Linked DNA regions of Mus musculus: region 2 is linked to region 1. A link is a contact called in public HiCAR-type data. All regions are on one chromosome and are shown on one strand. The core of a region is the stretch at or near the end of the contact, and the rest is flanking DNA. Distances in the headings are between cores, read along the strand shown. Region 1 holds the start of Fmr1 (FMRP translational regulator 1). Region 2 holds the start of Tmem185a (transmembrane protein 185A).

Region 1 (2,579 bases), core at 45-2,544:
CCATTTAAAACCTCAAATATAGCTCACTGTAACACCGCAAAACTCAAAGCGAATATACTCAAGTTTATGCACTTCAGCGCACAGAACAAACATTCCAAACCGTCCTGGTAAAAATTCAGTAGCAATCGTACAGTCCCCGTTAATTTCCTGAAGTTCTGTGGCACAAATTCGGGTCCTCGAGAACTTAAACACAAAGGGAAATTTAAAATAAGCAGACTTGGTAATATTTTTAGAAGCCGCGACATGCTTATCCCTGAATTGCTCCCAGTTAGAAAGAGCCTCGGAGGCCGTGGATATACCGGCTCTGGCTAGCGTTTGAAACCGCTCTCTCAGATGTCATGGTCTTTCCGAAACTTTTAGATCTAAAACCCTCCTTGGAAATTCACAAAGAGGCCACTCAAGAGCAGTTGCCATTGTGATTCCGAGCTGCCGCCCGCTTCTTACTACTCCCTGCACACCCCTCGCCCAGAACCGGGGAGCTCTCCAAAGTCTGGACTGTGGGCCGAACGCGGAGCCCAAACCTCCTAACGGCCGCCCAAGCCTCGTAACGGCCGTTCGTCCAGCAGGGCTGGCGGCGGCCGGGCTGAAGCGCCCCCGGTTCCCGCACGGCTCCCCGCGTGTCAGGCCCCGAACCCACTGGGAGAGGATTATTTGGGAAAGCTGGACTAAGCCGCTGCCGCCACTTCCCGCGGCACCGGCCCCATGGCCGATCGGATCCCCTGTCCTCGCATTCCCGCTTCGCTGACAAACTCGGCCGCTCAACCGCCCTCGGCAACCCGCGCGTTCCGCCAGGCGCCGGGGCCTCAGGCGGGAGTCGGAACGCTGAGGCGGGCTCTAGGCCCCGACTCCGCCGCTCCCTCACATCCCACAGCCCGCCGCTCCCGCCGCGCCCGAGGGGCCCGCCCGCCACCCTGGACACGAGGGAGGGAGGGAGGCCGAGGACCGGGCCTGTCCGGTAGCCGGTTACCTTGTAGAAAGCGCCATTGGAGCCCCGCACTTCCACCACCAGCTCCTCCATCTTCTCGTCCGTCCTCGCGCCGGGAGCCCGCCTCCGGGAGGTGGGCTGCAGGCGCTTGAGGCCCAGCCGCCGTCGCCGCCGCCGCCGCCGCCGCGTTACCGCACGCCCCCCGGCAGCGGCGCCGCCGTCACTGCCACCGCCCGCGCTCGCCGTCCGTTTGCTTCACTGCCCGCCCTCTCAGGCGCGGCCCCTCACCGGAAGTGAAACCGAAACGCTCCCCAGCGCCTGACTGACTGAGGCCAAGGGCTCCGCTGCGCCTCCTGTAAACAGTCAAACGATGTCACGTGACCCGCGCAGCCCCTCCCCTTTGGCCCCGCCCTCTCCGCTCCGCCCTTGCCTCCTCTCGGGCAGTGGAGCACGCGCATGCGCCCTCCTGGGTACCTGCCTCAGGGTATCAGGGCGCACCCTTTGGCGCGCGCACTTGGTGAAAGGCGGGAAAGCGTAAAGGGCAGTACTAAGTCTGGCTGCCTGTGCCCGCCGCGGGGACTAGAGGCCTCTTCCGTACAGGAGGAAGCGAGGACATGGGAAAAGGCCTCCAGTTGTCGAAAATGGGGCCCGACCAGAAGTGGAGGGGCATTGGGTAGATTTTTCACGGCACTGGCGTGGGACCTGTTTGAACTGCAAGTCGCGGCGGGAGGGAAGTAAAAAAAAAGTGATAAATTCCATTGGAGAACACTTTGATCTAGGAACAGTGATAACTACATTGACCCTGACTTCTGGGACTCTTATGGCTAGGATGCAAAATAAATCGCTCTACTACCTAGTGATTTGGGGAAGTATTGTGGGAACTTTGAGTACTTTTTAAGGGCCAATAGGGTGTGCCAGAACTTCAGGAAATGTTATCCCTTTCTCAGACAGTCCCCCTCACACTTTCCGTTCATAGTTTTACTTGGAATTCGTAATAAAAAGAGCTGACAGAGAGAGTTGAACACTTGTTAATTCCTTTTTACTCGACTTCTGCCTCTTCTACATGCCCCCTGTACCAGAGGGAGGGCATCAGTAAAGCAGTCATGGGATCTGTCTATGTGCATCATTGGGTCCTTTCCATGCAGCTCTCTGCCTTTGCCTTCTACAGCAGAACCAAAATCACCTCCCCACCCCTTTGGCCTCTGTATTGGGCTTATATCCAGCCTGACCCATGCTCCTTTAATCCAGAAGGCTTGCATCCAACTGAGAAGTTCATTGAATGCCTACCATGTGCCAAGCACTGTCCTAAGTACTAGTGAGTCCTTGGTGAGGTAGCAACAAAAAGACTGTCACTATTGAAATTGGAACCTACAGGAGTAGATGTGCAAAATTCAACTTCTCAAAACCGTAAGTGTGGAGCTGGAGAGGTGGCTCAAGGGGGTAAAACATTTGCTATGCGAGCATGAAATCCTGAATTTTCTAATTCCTAGAATCTATAGAAAGCTGGGCCTAAGTGCCTAAATAAGCACTCCCACAAAGTTGATTCCCCAGAAGTTCACAGGTCAGTGTGCCTTATCTAGTTTCGAACAACAAAAAGAGAGACTCTGGGTAGAAGGCAAGGACTGCATTAGAAGTTGTACTGTGACCCCCACAC
Region 2 (2,579 bases), core at 46-2,545, 1.8 Mb before region 1:
GAAATGTTTTCAAGTTTCCAAAAGAAAGATGATACATCACAGCAAAGTATGATTCTCCCAATTGTGATCTTCTTAAGCTCCCCCTGGGGCTCACTAACATAAAATTGCATGAAACTGCTATTGTAACAACCTATGACTCTTACCCGTAATGATTCCAGATTAATGTTTAAGGTTTTGCTGTATTATTCATAAAAACAACAGTTCAAACTGGCTGGAATTGAAAATGGTAAACTAAGTCCTCTGCTATGAGGTTGTTCCACTCTTAGATTTGAAAAGCAAATAGAATCCTTAGAGCATTCTTTAAGAATTTACGGATTTGGCAAAAAGAACAACTAGCAACCTTCTTTGTGCATCTAACATACAATGCTATGCATGATCTCTCTGAATTTTCTTAACCAGATAGAAAAGTATATATATATATTTTTTTCGAGACAGGGTTTCTCTGTGTCGCCCTGGCTGTCCTGGAACTCACTTTGTAGACCAGGCTGGCCTCGAACTCAGAGATCCACCTGCCTCTGCCTCCCGGGTGCTGGGATTAAAGGCGTGCGCCACCACGCCCGGCTGTATATTTTTTTAAAACAAACTCTTTTATAGAGGAGAAAATCTGAGCCTTGAAGATATTAACTTGCCCAATAAGACAAACCTGGCAATTCTAAATAGTATGTCTGGGAGTGGAGGAAGCCAGATCTGAAGCGACCACCAAGTCTAGGCAGGAGTCAAGGAGACTCTGAACTAGATTAGGATGCTTAAGGATGAGTTCCATCTCTCCAGATTAGGCATTCTGACAAATAGACCTGCTGTTAAGGACAGTGGGAACCCAAGATGAGAAGATGGCTGAGAGAGTAGATGACTGGTGCAGGGTAATGTGAGGTTTGGATGGTCAGGAAATCTGTGTAGCTTGGGGCACAGGAAGGAAGTTGATATGCAGGCTGGATTTACTGGAAACTCTGGTAGGCATAGGCCAAGATTCAGTCAATTTGGGGGGAAACCTTCAATTTCTGGTATGGGTCTGGGTGACAGGTGGCCAAGGTGACAGGTGTCTGTGATGATCTCACTGAGGTACTCCCGTTTGGCGTTCTCCCTCCTTATGACATCCACCCAGTCAGTGTTCCCCTCCCCGGACGTTCCCCTCTTCTTTTTGTAGAGATTCTGTCCCAGAGGCAGGCAGGCTGGTACCCCGGAGCAAAAAGATCCACTATCAATGTAACCTCCTGCTTCTGACGAGCTGGGGCGGAGGGGGTGTGGGGGTGGGGGAAGCAGGGAGCGGGTCTCAGAGCGCATGCGCATCCTAGCTACGGAAGCCGGAAGGAGTGTGGGAGACAGTTGGTTGCTCTGGTTTCTCCTGGCGGCGGCGTTAGCGACGAAGCTGCCTTTGGCAGCATGAACCCGCTGTGAGGCGCAGGCTTCGCGGCGCGGGGGGCGGGGGGAAGAGGAGGACGCCTCGGCGAAGTTCTCCGCCATGAACCTGAGGGGCCTCTTTCAGGACTTCAACCCGAGGTGAGGCGGTTATCCCGGCGACGCCAGGTTGGGGCTTGGGTTCGGGTAGCGGCTGGGAGCGGCGCGGCGGCCAAGGCACTGCAGTCTGAGCACCCAGGCACCAGCCTGAGGCTCCTTATGGCTGCCAGCTGCTCTCGGGAAAGCTGTGTTGGCCTCAGAGTCTGTCCATCCGCTTCTTCCTCCGCAACTGGTACCAACCCGCCGTGGCCCAAGTTGTCGAGGTTGGAGAAGTGTCCTCCCAGAGGGAAGCCCATTGATCTCCACTCGTCCTTTTTCATTGGTATTTCAACTTCTCTGTCTCGATTTATTTTTTCTTATTTTTCTTCTCACCGCTCCGCCTGCCCCCGTTTTCTATGCCAGGGCCATCTCACTTGACCCTGACACCCCCAGCCACCTTCGCACATGTTTCCTCTAGTTTCAGCATTTGGGATTTTCCTTGGATTTATGCCTGTCTGCCGTTCTTCGCTTATTTGTCAAACTGATGTCTGAGATACTGAAATTTTAGAGTCGTTGCCAGGGTATGGTAAATCTTACATAATGCCTTTGGGGGTGAACCTGATCGCCTCCAACGCATTTTCTTAGCCTTCTCTATGTAAGTTTATTCGCAGGAAGTAGATATTGCCCTGCTTATTTTCCAGACTTGAAATACCTAGTGGGCAGTGTGGAGAAAACACTGGCTAAAGTATATAAATCTCGGTCCTTGCACTTGTCAAACTGTTGTAAAAGTGTTCCCTCTGCGGCCTGTGAGCTCCCAAAGCAGAAACCACTTCCTGGTTGTTCCCTTGCACATCACCTCCCACCCATCTGTCATATAGTAGACACTTATAAAACGTCTTTGGAACTAAACTGAGTCAAGACTGAGGTTGGGCAGTCAAGTGATTCTCTACTTTAGTAAGCTGCAAGAGGAGTTCATTTCACTGATATTTTTCAAGTCCATTACTATTTAAAAGGAATATCTGCTCATTTTATTTCTAAGTGGTAAGACACGCACTCAAGTAAGCTAGCCTTCCTCCGTACGTGAGGTCCTAGGCTAGGCGCTTGCAATGCTTGGCCGTCCTAGCCTGGAAGCAATGGGAATATGA

Evidence for each region. HiCAR-type assays count read pairs that join an accessible place to other places.
Region 2: a HiCAR-type map of astrocytes shows a contact between it and region 1, with 7 times the contacts expected there. The contact joins the promoter of Tmem185a here to the promoter of Fmr1 in region 1. A contact is called at or near these places in 3 of 39 promoter capture datasets (cranial neural crest, liver and pre-B cells), 1 of 115 datasets of contacts at active chromatin or transcription factors (astrocytes) and 2 of 9 other capture datasets (adipose tissue and liver).

What each region holds. Positions count from the first base shown.
Region 1 is chrX:68,677,256-68,679,834 of GRCm38.p6, reverse strand. Fmr1 (FMRP translational regulator 1) reads right to left here and starts at 1,294. Exons shown (of 17, transcript NM_008031.3): 1 at 968-1,294. The coding sequence starts at 1,018. Fmr1os (FMRP translational regulator 1, opposite strand) reads left to right here and starts at 1,436. Exons shown (of 4, transcript NR_033481.1): 1 at 1,436-1,655.
Region 2 is chrX:70,475,896-70,478,474 of GRCm38.p6, reverse strand. It overlaps Tmem185a (transmembrane protein 185A), which reads left to right and starts at 1,295. Exons shown (of 7, transcript NM_001357750.1): 1 at 1,295-1,497. The coding sequence starts at 1,460.